Regions from separate parts of the Oryctolagus cuniculus genome. Here region 2 is linked to region 1. Evidence: chromatin contacts called from public Micro-C data. All regions are on one chromosome and are shown on one strand. Each heading gives the region's core, a stretch centred on a gene start, on an enhancer-like site or on the middle of the called end of the contact. The rest is flanking DNA. Distances are from core to core; before and after follow the strand shown.

Region 1 (5,512 bases), core at 2,495-4,994:
GTTCTGAGAAACCAGAGCATGACAAGTGACAGGGAAGGAGAAGGCTGAGCACAGAGCTCCAGGAAGAAGCGGAGGGAGCCCAGGCACGCGGGTGCAGGTGCTCAGGCACAAGAACAGAGACCCGGATTAGACAGGCTTGTCAGGCCCTCGGAAGAGCAGAAGGTCACAGCGGCTGGAGCAAAGTGGGAGAGGGGGTGACCGGAGTCTAAAGTGCGGGGTGTGGGTCAGACCGCGCCACTGGAGGAAACACAGGGGTGCCTGTCTCTTGGGGCAGACAGAGGAAGGCTGCTCTGAGCCCCCGTGAGGCCCTCGCCCCGGGGAGCCCCCCTCTGCCCCTCCTTGCTCTCTCGCAGGCCCTCCCTAGGCAGCCAGAGAAAATGATTTTTTGGGATCCCAGGGAGACATGCCCACAAGCCCTGGGACAGATCACCTCTGCAGGCATGGCGCCTCCAAGATTCGCGTAGAGAGCCAACGGGTGCAGGGCTCGGCGGACTTCCACCGCCCTGGGCATCCCAGGCTGTCTCTCTGGTCGGACTGGCCTGGGAACCGTGCGATGAATCCGGGGCAGACAGCTCCATGAGGGGCCGCGGGCGAGCCGACCTCCGGCATGTGAGCAGCCTTGTCCCACGTCATCCCACCCGCTTCTTACAAAGACCCAGCTCCGGCTGTTCAGGGAGTCTGGGGGCCCCCGCTGGGCCCTGGGCTTTGCTGAGCACCTGGAAGGAAGACAAGGTGCCGGGTCATGCACACCGCAGGCCTGGCGGGGCCCCATCCCCGTGGGGCTGTCAGGGGGACTGGCAAGGGGAGAACTGAGTCCTCCTCACTCCCAGTTCACACCACAGCATCCCATTGGGCCAGGCCCCACGGCTGTTGATTTTCTTGTATATTATGCCCACAGGCTGCTCTCATTTCCCTCCCTTACACAGGCAAAGTCATGGTGATGGATTGGAAATGTAGCCTTTGTTTGCATCCAGCCCAGACACTTCTGGGTTGTCATTTTGTGTGCATGCATTCCTAATTTATTTCAAGGAGACTGTCTCTCTCTTGTTTGCCAAGCACTATGTTTTAAGGCCTTATCCATGCATCCTCATGAAAATGGAAGCCATCACTGTGCCTGCCTGACTCAGATAATTCCAGAGTGTTGGTCTCTTTCCCTGAACCTCTTCTTCCTTTGCACCAAATTTAATCCTTGTTGCACCCAGAAGCAAAACCATTTTGAAGAGACTCCAGCCTGATCTCTAGTGGGTCCCAAAAACTTCATGCTTGCCGTGTGTACCTGTATGTGTGTGTCTTTAGGGCTTAACACAGCTAAATTACGAAAATCTCCATGAAAGGACATAAAAGCATTAACTAAAAATTGTTCTCACTGCTAAACAGCTAACTGGCAGAAAGGTCTTGAAACCTAATCTGGAGACAGATGACCCACTCAGCACGACCTATGAGCAAGTAACTGCCCGGATGATTGGAAATCATCCCCAAATTGCTTTTCTGCACATTTGCAATTCAAACATCAAGCACTTGAGAAAATTAAATCTTAGAGCCTGCAGTTTTGTTTAAGCGCAGTCAAAACAACTCACGCAGGAGAACATGTGACAGAAGCGAATGCAAGCCTCATGGGACATCAGAAATGGCAGCAACCCTGGACAACACCCAGAGGACATCTGGTCCCCCTCCTCACCTTGAAGCCGTGTTCCAGCAGGTAAGGGAGGCAGCCAGTGGAAGGGGAGAGCTGTCCTCTGCTCCACATCCCCGCTCAGCGACTCTGCTTACCTCTCACACATCACCACACCCATGAAAAACCTTGCTTGACCCACAAAATAAAACTGATACACTTTTCTGAATGTTCACTTTTTCACAGATACTTCCTTCTTTAACCATGCAAGAGAGTACTGCCGGACATGTATCCTAAAGAAAACTCACATCTGACAAAGACCTGGCCACCAAGGGTCACAGCAGCTTTATATGTGTAGCAGGCAGAAGCCCCTGAACCACTCCAGCCTGTTCCACGGGCCACCCAGGCCCCCACCACCACTCGGTAATGGAAACAAACAAAACAGACCGCTGAGACCCCGCAGCTTGGATGGAGCTCACCTACTTTACACTGAGTGAAAAACAGCCTGTCTCAGGATGTTATGTATTGAACCATTCTAATTAGCATCCTCCCGAGAACGGTAGAAACAGGAATAGATGTGTTGCAGCCGAGGGTTGGGGAGCAGGAACAGGAGTGGTTCGTTCGTGGTGACGGAACAGTTTTGTATCTTGATGTATACACATCTCGACATCCAAAATACACACACACACACACACACACACGCAAGAACTAACGAAATCCAAGTAAGGTCTGCGTTCAAGGGACTTCGCAAGCTCCCTAAGTAAGGAGCCCTGGTGATGTAACAGGGTACAACCCCAGGCAGCTGCGGGAAGCCCATCTGGGACCTGTGTGGTAATTTTACAACTTCTCCCGCGACTACAATCATTGCCAAACAAGGTTTTCACGTGAGGGTAAAAAGGTTCGGGAAGAGTGTGCACTGCTGACACGTCTGCAGCGCCCACTCCCTGCCCGGGACAGGTTTGCCTGCGCTATCCCCGTGCGTGCTCACCAGGGTCCTATAAAAGGCATGCCTCTCACCGACCCCGTGGGGACGGAAGCGCGCCCCGGAGCAGCCACTCGGTGCCCCTGGCTGCCGAATCTCAGGAGAGCCGCGACCGTCGGCACCCGCCGCCCTGCCCCGGGGGTCCCACAGCCCACACAGGGACCCAGGCGCACCTGGCGGGGGACTCGGCTCCCAGGCCGAGCAGGCACCCACCCACCCGAGCGGCCTGCGTGGCCGTCAGTGTCCCCTCTGGACACGGCGCCTTCATAGCTGCACCCCCGAGGGCTGTGAGGCGAGGGACGGAAGCGTCCTTTGCCGCGAGGGGCGCCGAGCGCCGGCGGTTTCACATCACAACGACGCAGGTGCAGGTGACACAGGCCCCCGGCCCGGCTCCCCGCGGCCGTCCCGGGCCATTTCCCCCCAGCCCCCACCCCGCTTCCAGCCCCCGCAAAGCGCCGGTCCCGGGCGCCCCCGCGCGGGCTCACCCCGGCCAGCGGCTCATGCCGGCGGGCAGCACGGACGCCAGCGAGGCCGCCTGCCGCCCGGCGCGGTGCGACCGCCGGGCCCGGGGCGTGTGTGTTCTCGGCCTCCCGCTCCCGTCGCTGGGAGACGGATCCGCCGCGCCTTCGCCCCGGTGCGGCCGGCCTCCCGCACGCCAGGGGGCGTGGGCCCGCCTGGGAAGGGCGAAGGCTCGGGCTTCGCTTGCCCGTCCCCGCGTCAGTGTCGCCGAAGCAAAGAAAGGTCTTTTTGCTGGCGGCGGCTCCGTAACTCCAGGACTGCGCGCTGTATGGTCGCCGGCCCATTTCCAGCCCCTTCCAGCTCACACGCTCCAGCAGGGACGTGGCCCCGGGCGGACAGGTGCACGCGGAAGTAGGGGACTGTAGGAGGATGTATTCTGCTCTGGCTAAATCCTCTCGAGTTAAATCTAAGTGTTGCTCCCAGAGGAAATAGCAGAAACCCATTCTCCTGACTCTTGCGATAATTAAATTTTGCCTGTTGCGGTGGGGTGATTTGTCTAGCCCTTTCTCTGGAGTCGTCTTCAAACTCGCTGGGCATCAGTTAGCTTCACCTCTGGGCATTTATTGAGAATGTGGACTGGATCAAAGGAGCCCTGGCCAGAACGGTCCCAGAATCTCCCCTTCCTGCGTGTATTCAGCCGCCTCTCCGTGCACCTGAGATGGCTCTTGGCTCTGTCACTTAGTACACGCACCTCTGGGCACGTGACCTGAACTGTTTATAACTTCCATTAATTACCTCGCCTGCGAATGAGGAAATAATAGCTGCCTATAGGGTTATTGGGAGGATTCCAGGAGATCAGGATCTACTCAACACAAGCGCAGCCAATCAAGAAGCCCTCAAGAACTGCTGCGAAATGAGGAAGTGGTATTTGTCAGTTAATGAGGAAAGTTGCATGGGGAAATCACTGTAAGTAGCCCAACTATGTAGTTATTTTTATCATCTTGGTGTCAGTGTGATTGCAGATTTATGCTTTTATTACTCTGAGGTGGTGGGATTCCTCCACGAAACACATGGTGAGGGTCACGCCCATCTTGCCCTGGTACTTGCTGGTCCTCATTCAGCAAATATTGATGGTGTGCACCGTGCAAGGCCCTGAAGATGTAGTGCGCAATGAAACATGCTGGCACCGCGGCTCACTTGGCTAATCCTCCGCCTGCGGCGCTGGCACACCGGTTTCTAGTCCCGGTTGCTCCTCTTCCAGTCCAGCTCTCTGCTGTGGCCCAGGAAGGCAGTGGAGGATGGCCCAAGTGCTTGGACCCTGCACCCGCATGGGAGGTCAGGAGGAAGCACCTGGTTCCTGGCTTCAGGTCGGCGCAGTTCTGCCTTAGCGGCCATTTTGGGGGGTGAACCAACGGAAGACCTTTCTCTCTCTCTCTTTCACTGTCTAACTCTGCCTGTCAAAATAAATAAATAAATAAATAGAAAGAATGAAACAGACTTGGTCCTTGTCACCTTGGTACTTAGTATCGAGGGTTTGTTAAATTAATAAGAAACCATATATTGTCATATCCTCATTAGTTGACATGTGCTTCCTGTAGTAAATCCGACTCCATATTTGATTGGAAACAATTAACACTTTTTGATTTCACCACACATTCCATACTGTAAGTATATTCATTATTTAGGGAATGGTAGAAGCCAAGCACAATAAAATAATCAGGCTTTGAGTGAAAACAGTTATCGTTTTACACTGTATACTTAGCAAAGCTATCTTTCAATAACAGAAAACATCTTCAAAAAAGTTAAAACTGCAGCATTTATTGTCAGTAGATCACAACTAAAGAAAATTCTAAAGGTTATGCTTCAGATAAAGGAGAAATAATCACAAAGTGAATACCAAGAAGGAAAATGGAATGTTGACCAAAGAAAATAAGTGAGTAGATACTGTTAAAAAGTGCATTGTATAAAATAGTAATAGTAAAATATATAATAAGTAGAAGCTGACAAAAGAGATTTATGTGAATATCCTTTAATTGGGAAGAGGATAAATATATTGATTAAGGAAGTATAAAGAGCCGGCGCCGCGGCTCACTAGGCTAATCCTCCGCGTAGTGGCGCCGGCACACCAGGTTCTAGTCCCACTCGGGGCGCTGGATTCTGTCCTGGTTGCCCCTCTTCCAGGCCAGCTCTCTGCTGAGGCCCGGGAGTGCAGTGGAGGATGGCCCAGGTGCTTGGGCCCTGCACCCCATGGGAGACCAGGAGAAGCACCTGGCTCCTGCCATCGGATCAGCGCAGAGCGCCGGCCGCGGCGTCCATTGAGGGGGTGAACCAACGGCAAAAGAAGACCTTTCTCTCTGTCTCTCTGTCTCTCACAGTCCACTCTGCCTGTCAAAAAAAAAAAAAAAAAAGAAGTATAAAGAAAGATACACTAGGCAGATATTAACCAAAAGAAACTTCAG
Region 2 (5,261 bases), core at 1,675-4,174, 70 kb after region 1:
TTTGTAAGTCCCCTGCAGGCAGAGCAGAGCATGCGCTGCAGGGCACCGAACACAGGCATGCATCAGCGCCTAAAAACCTCCTCACAATGGCGAAGAGAGGACCCGGATTCGGTTTTCCTGATTGATAGGACTTGTAAGAGCCTGTGGCAACTCTAGCAAGTAGAGCAGAGTGTGTTCCGCGGGACACCGAAGACAGGCGCGTATCAACGCCAAAAATAAAAAGAAAGGGGGATCTGTGGGGAGCAAACCGGACTAGACTGTTACTGGAATTAAGACTTATTCTATGCATCTGCTCTCCCACAATATGGCGCTGGGAGAGAAGTAAACAGCTTCCGCACAGCTGCCTCCAGTTCAACCAATTAACTGTAGGACTTGCTCCTGATTGGAGAGCAGCGTACTCAGCCGAGTTGGGATTGGCGGAGGAGGACTATAAAGGAGGAGAGAGACGGCATGCACCAGAAACATCTATGGGGAACATCTAAGGGAACCCGTGCAGCCCCCGAGAGACCCGGCCGGCGGTGTGCCGCTCCCCTGCGGAAGTGGGGAATGCGGCCAGGGGGAACTGCCCTTCCACGGAGGTGGAAGGGATAGTAGCCAACCCGGGAAGAACCAGCAGCAAACCCGGGGAGGGCCGAGCAGACGAAAGAACAGCGCAGGGTTCAGTGTCGTTCCCCCACGAAGAGGGGGAGCGACACCAGAGGAAATAAACCTATGTACTAATGGTCCTGGTGTGGATTTTGGGGGTGTTTCATTTCCTTTCCTTTGTTTCCAAGTTTGCTATACACAAGGTAGGCCGAGCAGGGAGAGAGCAGAGTAACATTTACCTGTTGAAGGTAACAACTCAGTAGCCTCCCGTGTGAGCACAGGTTGGAAGCAATGCTTGACTTTTTGCTGCACATTTGTAGACTATTTGTCATTTTGGAGGTCTTTTCTAAATCTAGTGTGAATATAGAAATTTCTGGAGACTGATAATTTACTATGAGATGCAAGTATTTTTGCCTTAGGCAACAATGATATTTTCTTGCTCGTGAATCTATGTGACTCTGGTGTCCTTAGCTAAGTTTCTTCTCAAGGTCAGGGCCTATGCCTTTGGGGCCCAGAGAAAGCTCTCAGGATATCCATGTGAGCTGATTGAAGAGTGAGCTGTTCTGTCCAGATTATTCATTTAACTGTTGGTACCGCAGATTCGCCACATCATTTGCTAATCCTTCCATCATTTGTTTTAGTGGTAGAATCACAGTATTGTGTCGGGAAAAAAGTCATCATGTTCTGCTTGCCCACAATTAATGAACACTACCTACAGTCACATTGTGGAATTGACTGGGGCCCTTAGAGTGATCTGTGCTCTAGTGGAAGCAACGCAGCTCAGCTGATGACAAGGTTGGGCTGGTGGCTGCCAGCACCCCCGTGAGCCCTCAGCGAGGGGTCTGTTGTTCCCAGCCATGGCTTTATGCTCAGAAGGCAAAGAGCTCCTTTGACTGGGGCTACTGGCTCCTTGTATCTGGCAGAATGCATGACTTCCTGTGCCAGGCGTTCTCTAGGCCTGAGGTTTTGATTTGCTGGTTTCTAAGCCTGCCTTTGCAGCTCAGGCTCGGGCAGTACACGCTTGAACGCACTGTGTCTGGGGGACAGAAATTAGAAGAGCAAGGAGACTGGCGGTCTCTCCCCAGCCATCCTATGGCGTGGGACTCGGGAGCACCTTTGGGGGCATTGGCGTACCTGCGCTGAGCAGTCACCCTTCGGAAGCTCTGGAGTTCTCCCTTTTCTCAGGTTCCTGACCAGGAGCTGACCATGACCTCACACAGCTGCCCAGGAAGTCCACAAGGGGTCAGAGTCCAGCTCGGTGTTTTGCTTCCGCTTGGCTGTCCCTTGAGGCTGGGCTTGTCAGAGAAGTACAGGGCACCAGGCACACTTGAATCAGACAAACAGCAAATACTATTTTAGTAGGAATGTGTCTCTGTGATATTCGGATTCACTTTGATTTCTTAGTAACACCGTGCCATAGCTACTGCATCTCTCTCTGAAATGCTCTCTGATCATTTGAGTATAAGTTGCCGACTTTATATCACTTTGACCCTAAATCCTTCCACGTGCATCTCGTAAAATTCAAAGCATTTTTGACATAGCCCAGGCAGTATTGGGGACACAGGTATGTTAAAAAGTTGTTTATCTGAAACTCACATGTAACGGGCATCTTGTGTTTTTATTTGGAAAACCTAGTGAATCTCCCCTGGGGAGCAGTGGGTGGCACCTGGACTTGGTTGGAATTGATTGAACTTACTTAGCTTTGTGGCTTGGGCAAGCTGGTGCCACCACTTTACCTGCAGATGGGAATTCTTTGTTAAAACTAGTAATTGTTTATATATTTTATTTTTTTGTAAGGCAAAGAAACAGACGTAACAAAGAGAGATTTCACATCCACTGGTTCACTCCCCGAACTGCCCACAACAGCCAGGGCTGGACCAGGCCAAAGCCAGGAGCCTGGAGCTCAGTCTAGGTCTTCCCTGTGGGTGGCAGGGATCTAACTACTTGAGCCATCGTGGCTGCCTCTCAGGGTCTGCATTACAGGAAGCTGGATCAGAAGCAGAGTGGGGACTTGAACCAGGTCCTCCAATATGAGATGCAGGCGTCCCAAGCAGCATCTTAACGAGCGCACCAAACACCTGCCCCCAAAATGCAGATTCTTATGTTGCACAGTCAGTGTAGAGACTGGAGTGATGTCCACAGAGGCCCTGGGACTCCAGCAGACTTAGAGGAAATCACAGCTGCTGCGCTAATAATGGTCATTGTCCTCTGAGCTGACAGGAGATTAAAATAAAGATGCAACTGTTTTAGCAATGCTGGCAGCTGTATTTACAACTTCCCTCTGTTCTCCCTCTCCCTCTCGTATACACACACACACCCCACAGTCTGCTCTGGGATGTACTGAGTGTTCCCTGGGAGCATCCAACCGTGTGGGCTGGAGGGAGGGAGACACATTCAGGATTAAGAAGCAGCCAGCAACTCTTGGGGGCAAGAGTTGAATGAACTCTAAGGGGTATCTAAGAAGGAGTCTGGACACAGTCGACTCGGCTGGAGAACTGCCGTGGGGGTACAGGCAGACTGGGGGAGCCCGAGGCTGCCGTGGGGGTGCAGGCAGACTGTGGGGGAGCCCGAGGCTGTAACACAGTCTGCCATCTGCTGTGACTGGCACGCTGTCCCCCTGCTGTTGCTGTTCTGGTAGTCTGCTTTTGCTCTGTGTAGTTAAGGAGTCTCCTAATTCGACTAAACGATTATCTACTGAACGCTCATTTTGATGCTGAAAGTTGGCGGAACAGGTTCAAGTGGGACTGCTGACCGTGTCAGCACAGCGGGCTCACCCGCCTTCTGGAAAGGGTTCTGCCCTGCTACCTAGAAACTCTTCCGTCTGTCTTTGGACTAAAGCTGCCTCAGAGCTGGAGGCCAACCAGGCCAGGTAAACCACGTGTTCGCTCACCCTTGCTGGTTGCCTTGGTGTCCATCAACCTGACTTGATTTTCTTTAGTAAGTGAAGTGTCCAGTCCTTCCCCAGTCTGAAGTCTGCACTGGGGTGCTCGTCGGCAGATGCCCTGCCCTCGGCACAGGCCTGCCTCGGGGTCCCCTCTATGGCCCTGCCCACACCTGCTCTTTCCAGCTTGTTCACTCCTCCCCAGAAAACAGAAACTCTTTTTTTTTTTTAGTCTAATAATAACTTTAATTTTGAAGTATTGATAAGATACATTCTTTTTTTGTTTTTTGTCATTTTATTTTTTTAATTGAATGTATACAAATTTCATGTATTTCTTGTATACAGATTTAGGAACATAGATACTTCCCTCCTCCTCCTCCCTCCTGCCCATGCTCCCAACCTTCCGCCTCCTTCCTCTCTGTTTGCTTAACACTGAGACACTTGGAGATCTTACAGCCCGCCCCCCTTTGCAGGAATCCTTTCAGAGTCTGGTTTCAGTCTAACTCTCCCAGCCATTGGACTGCACTGCCTGTGCTCACACAGGGAGGAGGTGCTTTACAAGGGGCTCATTAGGATTATGACAAGCATGAAGTGAGGTTCGGGCTGAGTACTTATCTCAGGACATATCGTTACTCGAGGTGCTGCATAAATGGTGGCTGTGAACTTGGTTTTTACTACTTCCGGTTGGGGTTGAGAAGAATCCAGTGCAGTGTGTGAATTAAAAAAGACTTCCAGGAGTCTGCTGAGATGTCAACAACCTAGCAGCTGTGAAGGGGAAAGTCTTTAGTCTGGATCCCTCTCCAGCCCCGCGTATAATCCAGTTTAGGTTGAAACCACAGGGAGTTAGCATAAAACTGGAAAGGAATAGAAAGTTCAACAGGAAAAGAATGCCTTAGAAAATTATGATAACTTATAACTTAGAGTAGAAAACAACCCTTAAAATGAAAAGACTAAGTAGAAATCAGAAACATACTTCATGGGCTAAGTTAAATGGAAAAAACCACTGATGGGGGCTGGCACTGTGGTGTAGCAGGTTGGGCAACCATCTGCAGTGCTAGTATCCCATGGGGGCACCGGTTCAAGTCCCGGCTGCTCCATTTCTAATCCAGTTCTTTGCTTGTGGCCAAGGAAAGCAGTGGAAGATGGCCCAAGTGCTGGGGCCTCTGCACCCATGTGGGAGATCTGGAAGAAGCTCCTGGCTTTGATCAGCCCAGCTCTGGCCATTGTGGCCATTTGGGGAGTGAACAGGCAGATGAGGACCTCTCTCTGTCTCTTCCTCTCCCTCTGTCTCTGTAACTCTGCCTCTCAAGTAAATAAATAAATCTTAAATTAAAAAAAAAAAACACACTGATGCAAAATATGTCTGTATATGGACAGGACTATCAGATCAAATGCAGACATGAAGATGGTGAACTAGGGCTGGTTTAAGATTTTAATCTTATAAGCTTCCTCCAATTTCTAAGCCTCCAGACTCAGTGTTCAATGGCATTTACCTCTGTGGGTTAGGATTAGGAGTGTCTTCCATTCTTTTCTGTTGTTTTCTGCACTGTTTCCATTTTTTAACAACAGAAATAAATTACTTCTATAAGCAGAAAAAAAAATGTTCTCATACTTTAAAAAAAGAAAGTCTAAAATCTCAAGTTTTCTGAAATGCTAGTAGACCAACAGGGGTGGTTACAAAGAGAAGGGACTTGTCTGGGCCTTGCAAAACAAAGACCGGCCTGATCCTGCCCCAGCTGCACTCAGCGGCCTAGGAACCCTGGCTCCAGGAACAGCCACGCCCCCTACTGGCCGC

The links. Hi-C and Micro-C count contacts between places; a contact is called where the count stands out from the background.
Region 2: a contact with region 1 is called in a Micro-C map of ear pinna, with 2.7 times the contacts expected there. The contact joins the enhancer-like site here to the promoter of FAM47E in region 1. A contact is called at or near these places in 2 of 6 Hi-C or Micro-C datasets (ear pinna and an unstated tissue).

The regions. Positions count from the first base shown.
Region 1 is chr8:89,635,924-89,641,435 of mOryCun1.1, forward strand. It overlaps FAM47E (family with sequence similarity 47 member E), which reads right to left and starts at 3,745. Exons shown (of 8, transcript XM_051819670.2): 1 at 3,080-3,745. The coding sequence starts at 3,556.
Region 2 is chr8:89,707,072-89,712,332 of mOryCun1.1, forward strand. All of the region lies in intron 1 of SCARB2 (scavenger receptor class B member 2), which reads left to right. Among named protein-coding and RNA genes, the nearest start is that of SCARB2, 21 kb to the left of the region's middle. Within about 2 kb of position 2,925, at least 2 of the 8 cell types and tissues checked have an H3K27ac peak or open chromatin away from gene starts, as enhancers often do.